2 separate regions of the Zea mays genome follow, and region 1 is linked to region 2. Evidence: chromatin contacts called from public Hi-C data. All regions are on one chromosome and are shown on one strand. Each heading gives the region's core, a stretch centred on a gene start, on an enhancer-like site or on the middle of the called end of the contact. The rest is flanking DNA. Distances are from core to core; before and after follow the strand shown. Region 1 holds the start of LOC100192825. Region 2 holds the start of LOC100284917 (60S ribosomal protein L5-1).

Region 1 (6,741 bases), core at 4,041-6,540, 180 kb before region 2:
ACTAGCGTCTCTGAGCTGCAGAATGGAAATTCGCCTGATAATGTAAGTACTTGATTCACTAATTGCACTGTGTGTGAGCCATTCTAATAACATTTTAACAACTGCATTTTAGCGCATCCTCTTCCAACTGTCAATGTTTTGGGTTTGTTTGTATGTCAATCTGCAGACAACAATAAACCATCATTTTCTTGCATTAGTAGTACTTTAGTTTATCCTTTAGCTAGGCACTTCCTTAAATCTAGATGATGTGTAGCCTAACTTTTGGGTAATTAGATATTTCAAATGATAAAGAAAAGGTAATATTGTTAATATGTTTGATATGATGGGATGACTGTTTTTGCATGTTTAGGCCCCCTTTGGAATGCGGGAATTTTTCCCTTTTCCTGTGTTTTTTTTGTTGAAAATGAGCTATAAATTCCTGCATAGAATTTTGTTTATCCGGTGCATATAGTGCTTGCAGGTGTGCTTTGTTCTCTCCTTTTTCCCTTTTTCTTGAGAGCATGCCATAATATTCCATAAACAGTGAATAATTGGAATCACACATAATTGCTTTTCTCACAATATGGTAATGTTATATTGTTGAATTCTAGGAAAAAGAGGTTCAAAAGGCACAAAAACAGGTGGAGAAGGAAATAAAGCGCCAGGAGAAAGAAGAAGCTCGGATGAAAAAACTGCAAAAGAAACAGCAAGAAGATGTCCTAAGAGAACAGAAGAGACGTGAAAAGGAGGAAGCTGAAGCTAAGAAACAACAAAAGAAGCAGGAGGAGGAAGCACTGAAAGAACAGAAGCGTCGTGAAAAGGAAGAAGCTGAAATGAAGAAACAACATAAAAAACAGCAAGAGGAAGCTGAGAAAGAACAGAAGCGCCTTGAGAAGGAAGCTGCACAACTCAAGAAGCAACTAGCCGTGCAAAAGCAAGCTTCTATGATGCAAAGATTTTTCAAAAGTAAGAAAGACAATGGAAAACTTCAAAAATCTGGAGAGAACAACTCAGCTGATGGTCCGTGCAATGACAACAAAGAGACCGTACCATCAACCACATCAAAAATTGATTATTCATTGTCTCAACAAGAGAGCTGGGTTTTGGAGGATCTTTGGAGGTTAGCAACATTTCCTTGTTTTTTCACTTTCACACTTACTAAACGATTTAATGAAAATTGGTTACAGGTTGCAGATCACTGGTTGGAAGAAGCTATCTAGCCACAATAGGTCCTCCAGATGGGGTGTAAGATGCAAACCCAAGACGAAAGCATTTAATGAACTGAAGCTTCAGAAATCCTCAGATGATATGGTTGATGAAATACTTTCTACTCCAAATAAAGATGGCTGCCACACTTCAAGTCAGGAAAATGAACATGCTACGCTTGAAAGTGACATTGACATGCTACAAGCTATTGAGGTGCAATGTCATGACACCAATAACCCTAAACCTCTGCAAACTAGATTAATTAGAAGGAAACTTCTGCAATTTGACAAAAGTAACAGGCCAGCGTATTATGGATCCTGGAGGAAGAAAAGGTTGCATTTCAATATTCATGCTCCCTATAATTTATCATCATCTTTTGTTTTAGTGCTATACCATTATTTATTCTACATTTATTTGCAGTGTTGTTATTGGTCCAAGGTGTCCACTTAAGATGGATCCTAATCTTGACTATGAGGTTGATAGTGATGATGAATGGGAAGAGGTAATTGCTGATATTCTAGCATCTTTATTTTTTCTCTTTTGGTAAGAAATTCATATTTTGTTTTCTGCACAGGAGGATCCTGGTGAGAGTCTTTCTGACTGTGAGAAGGATAATGATGAATTTATGGAAGAAGATTCCAAAATTACAGATGAAGAAGATGAAGATAGCTTTGTTGTGCCTGATGGCTATCTATCGGACAATGAGGTATAGATTAAATAAGCGATGTCTCCTTTTCTAATTTGACTACCTCATTTGTCTTGGCCACTTGGCGCAATGCAACTTTCCATGCTGGTTTCAATTAGTAAAGTCACATACCACTTTCATCGACAGAAGTGTGAACCAAATATTAGTAATCTGCTAGTGTTAGGTATCAAACCAGGAAAACTCCAATTCTCTTATCTCAAACCCAGAGGTACATGCCATATTCAGCAGAAGTTATATACTAATGTCTTATATCTGCTGAAGGGATAATAATAGTGAGAACTGTATTCCATGGATAAGTGTTGTGCTTGCAAGAAAATAAAAATAGTGGAATAAAACAAGTGTACACAAGTGTAGTAGAAATTAGGAAGATACAAGTTCTATATATGAATCCTGCGAAAGGGTCTATACCTTAGCGGTTAAGGCTTCCGATTAGCACCTCCATTTACCGGGTTTGATCCCCCTTGGCGGCGAATTTCTAGCTTGGTTAAAAAATCCCCTAGTTGTGCCCCACTCGCTCTTGGGTTACTCGCCACCCTCCGGCTAGGCTGTTGCAGAGTGAGCGGTGATGGCCCGCTAGTGATGGGCCTAGGGTTTAGAGATTTTCTTGGTCGGGATCATGTTTCGGTCTCTTAATATAATACTAGGAGTGTGGTCTTTCCTTCCTCGGCCAAGTTTATGTATGAATTCATCCATGTGCCTTTGTTGACTTATAAGTTATAATGCACTTCCATATCTGTTGTACCCATAGTTGTTAAAACTGTGATTCTGTCAATCTAATTTTATTACTCCACAATCTTAGTTGATTGTGTCGATTCTATGGTTCTATTAACTAGAATCCAGAATATTATGGTTTTAGTAGTTATAATCCAGGTTTATGATCTTACAATTGAAGTTCTGATCTGATTCATGATTGTTATTTTAGCAATCTTGGTCCTACCATGTGTGATGCCATCCTCAATTAAAATAAATGTGCAATATTCTTTGTTTCACTGTTGGAGTTTCCTTCCTGCAGGGAATACAAATTGAAAGCCTATTGGATGATAAAGATGAGGAAGCCAGTAGCTCACCAACTGGTCAGTGTGCAGAAGTTGAAGAGTTCAGGTCTCTACTGCGCCAACAAAGAGTCCTGAACATTTTAACCGAGCAAGCTCTCCGGAAGAGCCAACCTCTTATTATATCCAACCTAAATCATGAAAAAGCTGAATTACTGACTGCCGAAGACCTCAAGGGGACAGCAAAGATCGAACAGCTATGTTTGCAAGTTCTTTCAATGCACATCTGTCCAGGAGGCGCAGTTGTTGATGTGCCTCTAACTGACAGCTCATCTGCAACTGTTGAAGAAATTAACCAGCCCAATCCGAAGGATGGTTCTCCTGGGGCTGCATCTGCTATACCAGAAACAGATCTGCCAGAAATTGTAAGCACTAAGTGAATCTTAGCAAGCAATATCTATTGTTTGAAGATAGAATGCAGCTGTAGTTTTTATTTTGCTTCAACCCCAATGCAGGTCCAGGTGATAAGATCATGTCGAGATGGTATCCATAAGGTGGTGGAATTACTGCAGCACAAGTTTCCAAATGTTTCAAAGACTCAGCTGAATCGCAAAGTGAGAGAGATATCTGACTTTGTTGACAATCATTGGAAGGTGAACATGCTCTCACATTGAAAATTCCTGTGGCTGATTGTTCATAGTTTCTATGTCAGTAGCATGATTTTTGTTTATTTGGCAAAATGGATTTAACATGTTATGTACTGCAGGTAAAGAAAGAGGTGCTTGACAAGCTGGGATTGGATTCGTCACCAGGTACTTGTATTAATCAGTTTGCTTTTGTTTCAGTAGGATCCATGCATATTTGCCCTTGGAAATTTTTACCAACCATATTACTTGTTTTCCAGTGAAATCCAAGAAGAATAAAAGCATAGCCATGTACTTCTCGAAGAGATGTTTACCTCCTGAAGAGGCTGTCAATGCTCTGTCTGCTTCTCCTGAGTTGCGGTTGAAATCTAGAACCATTCAAAATGGCAATGGTGGCACCGAAGCTCCTCAGATCAATCTGTTCCCTTCAAAGCAGTAGAGTTTGTAACAGGACACCCTGAAAGTCGGATCAGGTATAAATGAGGCTATGCACCCAGGTGAGCACAAAGCTCAGAGGTCCATGTCCCTCCCATGGCTATGGAAGTGCGTGCAACTTGGTTTTGCATATGGATGATCTGGATCGATTATGTTTCCAGTGACATGTTGTAATTTTAGCCAGAAAGTAGGTTTGTTCATGAAGGACATTCAGTTCAAATGTTTGACCTATTGTTAAGGCAAGGCATTGTTCTCTGCAACATGTGGTGTTATGAACATTATGTGCACTCGTGATTCTGCCAAATAAGTAATGTGTCCTGTGACTGGTCAATTGAAGCGCATCTCTTGAGAGAAGTGGAGAAATTTGCTATTTGTCACTCTCGGTTTTGGTTTCCATCTCGTGTCTAGTGCAACCATCTGTGATAATGGCAATGGTAAAATTGCCAATGGCTCGGTGCGACTGGGGCGAGCAAATATATTTTTCACTTGTGGCTTATCAAATGACAGATTTTCTCAGAAATTTGTTTTTACAACCTGTTTGCATCAAATCTGATGAATGTGCATGCAAGTAGTAGCAAAGGCAACAAAAAGCAATGTATATTTGCTTTGGCATTTAACAATTTTGGTTGAACAGGCACAGTAGTACCAAAAAAAAGCAATAGTACATACTAACAGACGGCAAAGAATCAACGAATCTTGTTCATATATCATTCTGAAGGAGCTAACACCAGCGGACGATCAGACATGGTACGGCTGCCGGTTCTTGGCCTGGAGGTCGTCGTCGTCGTCGTCATCGAGGCGGAGGGAGAAGGCGAGCGCGAGCGCGGCCCACTCGAGGACGAAGATGGCGGTGCCGAGGCCCCCGACCATCTTGAGGATGACGGCGCCGTCCTCGTCGCGGACGTAGGACTGAAGCTCGGCCAGGAAGTCGGAGGTGCGGGTGAACGCGAGCAGCGCGACGGCCCCCTGGAAGATGGCGGTGAGCGCGGCCCCCGCGGTGTGCGCGTTGTGCCACTGCGCGGGCGTGGCGGGCGCCGTGAAGGAGCCCGAGCAGCCGGCCGCGGAGAAGACGGCGGTGAGGGCGTGGAGGAAGAGCAGGAGGAGGCCGCACGGGGACGGCAGCAGGCGCAGCGACAGCGTGAGGAAGATGCAGCTGGAAGCGGCGCCCATGAGGACGTAGTTGCACAGGAGGAACGCCTTGCGCGTGTGCGACTTGCCCGCCATTCGACTCGACGCCGCCGGACTCCGCTTGGAAGCTTACCGAGGGAGCGGGATGGCTTGCGGTCGAAGGGGCGAGGTCGAGATCGAGAGAGGGAGGTTTGGAGTGGAGTGGGAGCGGTGGAGTGGTGGGAACTTTATACCTGCGCGGGCGGGCGGGGTGGCGCTGGCGCGGAGGATTTGGCCGTTGGAGGCGTGTCGGCGGCGGCGGCGGCGATGATGAGGAGTGAGGAGCAACGGCTAGTCTGGTGGGTGGGTCCGGACTCCGGAGGGAGGGAACGTGGGGGTCCATTGGCATGAGAAGAGTAGTTGACTGGGAATAGGAACGTTTGCGAACAGCTGACCGTTGGGTCATAGAGGCGGGGACCGGAAGCCACCTTGTGAGGTATTTTCGACCAAATGATACGTGATTAATAACCGTTGGCTCATACAAATAGTAACTAATTTTTAATTTTTGGTCGACGCTATAATATTTTTATGAATTTAATTGTATTTTGATGATTTCGTACAATAAGAAAATAATAATACACCAAATAGTCTAATTTTTCTAAAATTTTACGAAGCCACAACATATGTTCGTATACAACAATAAAAAATACTTGAATCATAAGATCTATAAGATACACGTGTTTCTTCCATTTTATTTTAACTTATTTATATGAGCTACATGTGAAATCAATCTAAGTATCTAAAGTTTCAACATAATAAATACTTTACTTTATTATTTTTATGTGAGGACTTGAGTTATCTTTTTGTATAGAATGTTTGTTAGTTTTTAACCTATTTGCAATTTTTAGTGAAACTATCATATTTTATGAATTTAATTGTATTTTGATGATTTTCTATATAAAATAGTAATAATACACAAATAGCCCAAACAATTCATAATTTTTTTTACGGAGACACAACATATATCTATATATAGTTCTAAAAACATTTGGACTATAAAATCCATAAGATGCTAGTGTTTCTTCCATTCCACTCATACTTATTGCGTGAATTACACGTGAAATCACATCATGTATCGAAGTTTCAACATACTCAATACTCCACTTATTATTTTCATGTGGAGATTTGAGGTTATCTTTGATAGATTGTTTATTAGTTTTGGTAACTTTTTGCAATTTTGGGTCGAAACTAGTGTATTTTATGGATTTAATTATATTTTGATGATTTTATTATAAAAAAATTAATAATGCACAAATAGCCTCACAAATTCATGAAATTATACGAAGGTACAACATATGGCCACATATAGTTATAAAAATAATAGGACCGTAAAATCCATAAGATATCAACGTTTCTTCTATTTTATTTTCACTTATTGCGTGAGTTACACGTGAAATCATTCTAAGTATCCAAGTTTTAACATAATCAATACTTCACTTTACTATTTTATATGGGAACTTGAGATTACCTTCTTATAAAATGTTTATTAGTCTTGATAATTTACTTGCAATTTCGTGGTCGAACAAGAATATTTTATGATAACCAATTAATGCATTATCCGACAAGTATTCGATATCCGACCAAATAATATTCGTATTCGTCACTTATCCGC
Region 2 (7,097 bases), core at 1,024-3,523:
CATGCGCGGACTGTCCGGATATGTACCCGGACCGTCCGTGGTCATATGCGGACCGTCCGTCATTGTATGCGGACCGTCCGACTGGGTAGTTTGGGTTCTGTGTCATATGTGGTGGCTCGGGCGCATATCTAGGTAACTCATTTAAAATAGGCCCGACTGCTGTTGGCCTGGACGGTCCGCGCTCACGTGCGGACGGTCCGGGCATGTGCAGATCGGCTGGTTTGCTGCCGATTTGCGGTTGCTTAGGGTATGTGTCCATCGGCATCCCATAAAGGGGTTGTGACTGGTCGTGACAACCTGTAGCCGATGTGTTACGCGTGTTATCTCCTAACTCAACCTCGTGCGAAGGAAAATTTGCGGTACTAGATTTATCAAATGCACGTACTAGTCTCTTAAGATCGCTTTGCATACCCCCTATGATGTTCTGCATTTGTTCACGCTGATCTTCTACATAATTTCTAAGAGATTGCAGATCGTTGGTATTACTTACATTGGGGATATCTGGCGTGGGTTGGAGCGAAGCCGGATCCGTCGCCCGATGTCGGACGACCTTGTTGTTCCTGTCCACTTTGAAGTTGGCCAAGAACTTTGCTTTCGCCTCCTGGATCATCCGCTCCTTGTGCTCCTCAAACTGGAGCTGCTCGTCAGCCGGCAAGGTTTCCCAAGTCGGCTCTATGATGTTGCTTAGAGAAATATCAGAGCTATCCTTTGAACCGGCCATTGAGGGTCGATTTGATGAGCCTAGATGTTTTTTCCCCAGCGGAGTCGCCAAAAAGTATGTTGACGCCTTTTCGGAGCGCCAAACACTCAACAAGAACCGTGGCGGTGCCCTCTGCACAGGGGCGGACGGTCCGCGCGCGGGGCCGGACGGTCCGCGGCCTGGTGCGAGGCGCGGTGGTACTCTCTGCGCAGGGGCGGACGGTCCGCGGCACAGGGCCGGACGGTCCACGACCTGGTGCAGGAGCTCGGGTTCCCTGCCTGACGGCCGGACGGTCCGCGCGTACGCAGGGACGGCGGGAGATCGCCGACGGCGCCTGGATCTCGCTCCTGGGAGGGACCCCGTCGGGGAGTAGAGATCCTAGGTTGTGTCTAGGCTCGGGCTGGCCGACCTAAACTCCTCTAATCGACGTAGAGTCGAGGAGAGACGAAGAATTTGGGGATTGGATAGCTAAACCTAAACTAGACTAGAACTACTCCTAAGATAAAATGTGAAATAGAAGTTGTATTGATTCGATTGATGATTACAAATCGGCCGTATACCTCTCTATTTATAGAGGAGGGGGGCTGTACCCTTTACAAACTAATTCCAGAGCTTATCCCGCGATTTTAGCTAACAACCGTAGCACAAAACTCGGAACCCTAATCTGCTCTGCGCACGCGCGGACCGTCCGGCCCACAGGCGCGGACCGTCCGGCCTCAGGGCCGGACAGTCCGCCGGCTCATTTCTGGTTCGAACACCATGATTCTTGATCCAAAATCCGATCCAACATAAAAAACCGACCTAAAGCCAAAAAAGCTTGACCCAACATGTCCAGCAGGGATGCACGAGCCAACTCGACTCGATACTAGGTACAGGTCAGACACAGACCATGCCAAACAACACATCACCCGATTTTGACCACCCGACATTTAAATAGATCTAGATTCAAGTCCCTGGTTCATATCAAGTATGCAGAGGAAATACGGCGACACGACGAGTGTGTTGAAGCATGGCTTCACTAGATGACACATGATTTAGGGCTTATTTAGTTCGCGGATGACTGTGCCACACTTTAACTAATATTAGTCGTCGGAATTGAAAAACTATTACTCATCGGAATTGAAATACTAACTTTATAAAAAAACTAATCAAAGTGTGACAAGTTAGACATCAAATAAACCTTTAGTTCATTTTATTAGAGTAGGGGTTAATATGGAAACTCCAACTTTTGGAGAAGACAAATTATCGTTAGTGTGTGCGACCGTGGCCAAACGATACGGCAGGCGCTGCCGCGCCGGTCCAGTAAATATAAATCGTGTTCCTTTTTCTTTTGTTTAAAATGTGGGAGAGAAAAAAAAGAAAATATGTACCAGTAGAGATATCAGGCCCATCAATCCATTAAATAATGACTCACCAAACCTTTATTCTAGCCCACCAACACCGACGAAAGGCCCATTTATTCCAGCACCACGCTCAAATCGATCTGGCCATCCATCCCAGCGACAAGACGCCATCCATCCGTCCACCGGGTAGGGTTTCTCCAGAATTAAAAGGGCCGAAGGAGGCGCCCTTAAAAACCCTTCCATTCACCCGCAGCTCCCATCCTCTCGCTCGCCAGGAGAAGCAGCCGCCGTTGCTGCTGCCGCGTCCACAGAATGGTAAGATCTTGAGCCCTTCCGGTACATTCCTGCTTCTTGAAGCGATTGCTGTCTCCGTGCTCGATCATGTTGAGTTACCGCGGCGATGTTGAGCGCGCTGGTTGGCAGCAGGCTACACTCGTGGAAGCTTGCGAGCTCGTGAAGAACTGAGATCGATGTTTAGGTAGAATAAGTTGAATTGGATGGACCTTGCATCATATTTTCTTTCTGTTATGTCAACACTAACGTTTGGGCGAAGGGTTGGCTTTGGACCCTTCTGCACAATGCACTAAAGGACCCGGTGCTTCTGGTTAGGTCGTTTGATTTAGCTGTATATAATGTATGTTTGACTGCATGCTCTCGTGTGGATGTATTGTTGAATGCATGCAATTTGGTTGTTTCTTATTCTTTCCATGGTTTACGAGTCTCCTTTACCTCACAGGATTCAATTGTTCTGCGAAAAAACTTTGTTAGGCTTAGTAGATCTGTACACTAGAGTGGGTATAACTGTTTTTATACCTTGCATAACTTTGCGAATTTTCTGTCTGACCGTTGTTGATGTGCCATGAGAGCTTGATGTGGTGTCATTGGTTCCTAGACAAGTATTGAAATATTGGTATACTGCTTTTGACATCTATATTGTTTACTCAGCTGTAACTATTGATAAATCTACATATGCAGCTTAGTTATTTCCATCGTCTGAATCCTTGACAGTTTTCAATTCTCAAATTCATCTATGTATTTATGTACCTTTTGGTTCTCTCTCCAGGGGGGTTTCGTGAAGACTCATAAGACCAATGCGTATTTCAAACGTTTCCAAGTGAAATTCAAGAGAAGGCGGGGTATGTTTTCTGCTCTCATGTTGATTGCATTATTATTATTATTTCCTGTGTATTTGATAGTCTTTTCCTATTGATTGTGTTTGCAGCTGGCAAGACAGACTACAGGGCCAGGATAAGGCTGATTAACCAAGACAAAAACAAGTACAACACACCCAAATACAGATTTGTTGTGCGATTTGTATCCTTTGATTATTTGACCATCTGGTTTCTACCTATTGCTATGGTACTTTGAGCTCCAGAAGCATATATTGTATCTCTTAACTAGATATTCTTAGACCAACAAGGACATCACTGCCCAAATCATATCTGCTAGTATAGCGGGTGATATGGTTCTTGCTTCTGCCTACTCGCATGAGTTGCCACGATATGGTCTTGAAGTTGGTCTGACCAACTATGCAGCTGGTATTTTTTCCATGGAAATAATGTATAAATTGCATATTATATTTTAATGTATTTATATATTCTCTAAATCAACACCCATCTTGTAGCCTACTGCACTGGCCTTCTGTTGGCTCGCCGTGTGCTCAAGATCCGTGGTTTGGATCAGGAGTACGAGGGCAATGTTGAGGTAAAATTTGGCCAAATATATAATCTTATTTTAATATCTGATGTTGCATTGGTTTGGTATTTCTGACGGTTCTTTTTGTTCATCAGGCCACTGGTGAGGACTTCTCTGTTGAGCCAGCTGATGAGAGGAGGCCTTTCCGTGCTCTCTTGGATGTTGGCCTTATCAGGACTACAACAGGGAACCGTGTCTTTGGTGCCCTCAAGGTATATATCTTCTGTTTGTTACCATGATATTATATTGGTGTCATTGTTTGTATTTAGCCCATCAAGAATAATCATTTTTTCATGTGCTTGCTGTAAGAGTCATCTCTTGTTGTGGTGAACGATTTCCCATCTCTCTAGCCCCTTTAACGTTTGTTGCCGCAGGGAGCATTGGATGGAGGCCTGGATATTCCTCACAGCGAGAAGAGGTTTGCTGGATTCAAGAAGGACGACAAGCAGTTGGATGCTGATACCCACCGCAGGTACATCTATGGTGGCCATGTTGCTGACTACATGAAGGTGAGTTGTGCTTGCTGCTGAACACATTATTTCATTTCCTTTGTTCCCTCGTGATTACTGTGATATCTACATCAGGGCAAATATTGGACTAGAGGCTGACCGATTCTCAATTGATTTAATTGTTCTTCTGCTCTTTGTTATGTCCCAGAACCTTGCTGAAGAGGAGCCAGAAAAGTACCAGAGCCACTTCAGTGCGTACATTAAGAAGGGAGTTGAGGCTGATGAAATAGAAGCGCTGTACAAGAAGGTCCATGCTGCCATCCGTGCCGATCCTTCCATTGTTAAGTCAACCAAGCAGCCACCAAAGGAGCATAAGAGGTATAGTAGCTACTTTTTATATATAGTTTGGTCGACATAATCCAATCGTTTGCTCTGCCCTGACCTGCCTTCTGCGTGTTTCAGGTACAACCCCAAGAAGCTGACATATGAGCAGAGGAAGGCCAGCCTCATTGAAAGGCTCAACCAACTCAACTCCTCCGGTGGTGCTGATGACGACGATGAGGACGACGAGTAAAGTTAATTGCCATCGAAGTAGTGCTATCTCAATCCAGCGATCAGCAATTGTGTACTGTCTTATGCGGGGACCTGTAGTACTGCAATAGGCATTTTTGTTTAAGTTTTGCGAGGTGAACAAAACTGTTTCTGTTAGTTTCGAGCTTGAGCTCTCAATGTTTACTCTTTACATTGAAATGCTGCCGTTTGGACATGTTTTTTCTGAGTTCTACACCTGCTTGTCTTGCTTATGTGACGGTGCAGTATTGTGCCTTTAATATCAACCTAAACATTGACTGGTTCGTCACTGTAACATTCTCGTTTGATTGGTTTCTTACTGATGCCAGAATATGCAGCAATTAGACTACTAGCGACAGAACGGTAGTTACACTTTGCTTGCACACAAAAACCCAGCTTTACCATCACCTCAATGCACCCCCTTTTCCTCCGCCCTTCTCCAAATCGATTTGTACCTTGCGCATAAATGTTTTAAACCTTTGAATTCTGGTCGACGCGACAATCTGCATGAATCAGCATGATCCTCGTCTGCTGTACGAAGCCCTTCTCCAAATCAAATTAAATCAATTTAAACCTACTCAATCCTATACAATTCACATGGATTGAGAAACAAACAAGCCTCAGTGACAATTAATATGGTAATAGTTCAACTAGCAAAGATTGCCTCACCGCTGTACGAAGATACCAAGATAAATAAAGAAAAGAAAAATACAGTGTATAGCGGTAGGAGGGATATGGAAAACGAGATTGTGTTAGACTGTCTCCAGCAACGTCCTCTATATTCATCCTCTATATCTGTCCTTTACAGTCTCCTCTAAAAGATTTCATCCTCTATATCTCATTTCTCTCCAACAACGTTCTCTAAATCACGTTCTCTATACTCAAATACCCATATTAAAGACATTTTTTAATTTTATTTTTTGTACATACGTATTTATCATACTCTCAAATATATTGTACATATTTTAGTTTTGCTAAACCGGTTATTTAAAGCAGTCAAATGAATAGAGGATCGTTTAGAGAAACTCTATATATAGAGAATCCAGCAGCGTCCTCTAAATTTAAAGGACCGTTTAGAGGACGTTGCTGGAGAGCGTAGAGGACCGTTTGATCCTCTATATTTAGGGTAGAGAACCCTTTAGTGGACCTTGTTGGAGCCAGTCTTATACCTTAATAGTTCATCAGGCCACAACGGCGATTCGCCGAGGCGTGAGCCTCTCTAGAGGTCGCCGACGAGACACATATAAGTTTGTTCAGGAGTCTGTTTTCCTATTTCATTCAATATACTCCTCTGAACAATCATTACAACATTTATAGATTGTCACCCTCACCTGCTAATCCAGCTAATACACTGGCTAATCCACTTATTACAGCCCAATACCGCGATAATACGGTCCTATAGCGTCCCAAGCAACCATTACACACTCAATTACTTAGGCTAGCTTGTTCGCTTGTTTTTAATCCATACCAGATTCTATTGTTTCTATAGTGTTTGTCTTTATGAATTACAGCTGTATCAATCTAAATAGCCGACTTTAATCTAAAACGAACAAATGAGTTAATAAATTATTAGCTGGTTTGAGCGACCACCTCAATCCATTCGCAGTGTCCGCTCAGAGTAGTGCAGCCGCAAAGCCATACCAAACCTGGACCGAAATTCTCTTGAGAAAATCCCTTCAATGCCATTCAAATTTATACCAATCTCTTCAATACCATTGGAATTTATAGCTTCCCTCTAATGCCATTAAATTTAAATTTTAATCTTTTCAATGCCATCACCGTTGGTTTGAAGCTAACGCCGTTAGTTCCATTTAAAACAAATCCCTTCAATACCATCAAAATCTATACTGATCCCTTTAATGACACTAGAAAATAGTTTGGTCTATTTGGGTTTTAAAAATTCCAGAAAAAAATCTAGACTAAATTTTTAGAATTCCACTATTTAAAAAAAAACTTCAGCCCATACTTTTTGAAACTCCAAAATTACTTCAATATGTTAGTTTGATCTATTTGCTTCCTAATAATTTTGAAAAATTATATATGAAAAATTGAATAGATCAAATTGGTATAAATGAATAAACACATAGCTTTCTGGGTTCTAAAAAAATATGTAGTGAAATTTAAAAAATTATTTAAATATTGTTTAGAACTTCTATCCACATTTTTAGAACCCAAAATTTTTGAAACGCGAATATACCACATTGATTTTAAAATTTGGCTCCCTTTGTTATCATTAGTGTTTGTTGTTAGTTAAAAAATAGGAATAAAATAGACCAAATTGATATAGTGGAGTAATTTTTGGTGTTTACAAAAAATATGTACTGAAGTTTTAAAAAAATC

The links. A called contact is a pair of places that touch in the nucleus more often than the background predicts.
Region 1: a Hi-C map of tassel shows a contact between it and region 2, with 4 times the contacts expected there. The contact joins the promoter of LOC100192825 here to the promoter of LOC100284917 in region 2. A contact is called at or near these places in 9 of 25 Hi-C or Micro-C datasets (ear, endosperm, leaf and 2 more) and 1 of 3 datasets of contacts at active chromatin or transcription factors (leaf).

Annotation. Positions count from the first base shown.
Region 1 is chr8:170,654,125-170,660,865 of Zm-B73-REFERENCE-NAM-5.0, reverse strand. It overlaps LOC100192825, which reads right to left and starts at 5,290. Exons shown (of 1, transcript NM_001138016.2): 1 at 4,458-5,290. The coding sequence starts at 5,186. The coding sequence ends at 4,701. LOC100101530 (chromatin assembly factor 1 subunit FSM) reads left to right here. Exons shown (of 13, transcript XM_008658761.3): 5 at 1-42; 6 at 591-1,099; 7 at 1,167-1,517; 8 at 1,606-1,687; 9 at 1,760-1,891; 10 at 2,904-3,308; 11 at 3,399-3,536; 12 at 3,650-3,695; 13 at 3,788-4,344. The coding sequence ends at 3,966.
Region 2 is chr8:170,474,124-170,481,220 of Zm-B73-REFERENCE-NAM-5.0, reverse strand. It overlaps LOC100284917 (60S ribosomal protein L5-1), which reads left to right and starts at 2,273. Exons shown (of 9, transcript NM_001157812.2): 1 at 2,273-2,358; 2 at 3,107-3,179; 3 at 3,266-3,357; 4 at 3,455-3,581; 5 at 3,668-3,747; 6 at 3,834-3,950; 7 at 4,113-4,247; 8 at 4,396-4,565; 9 at 4,650-4,937. The coding sequence starts at 2,356. The coding sequence ends at 4,761.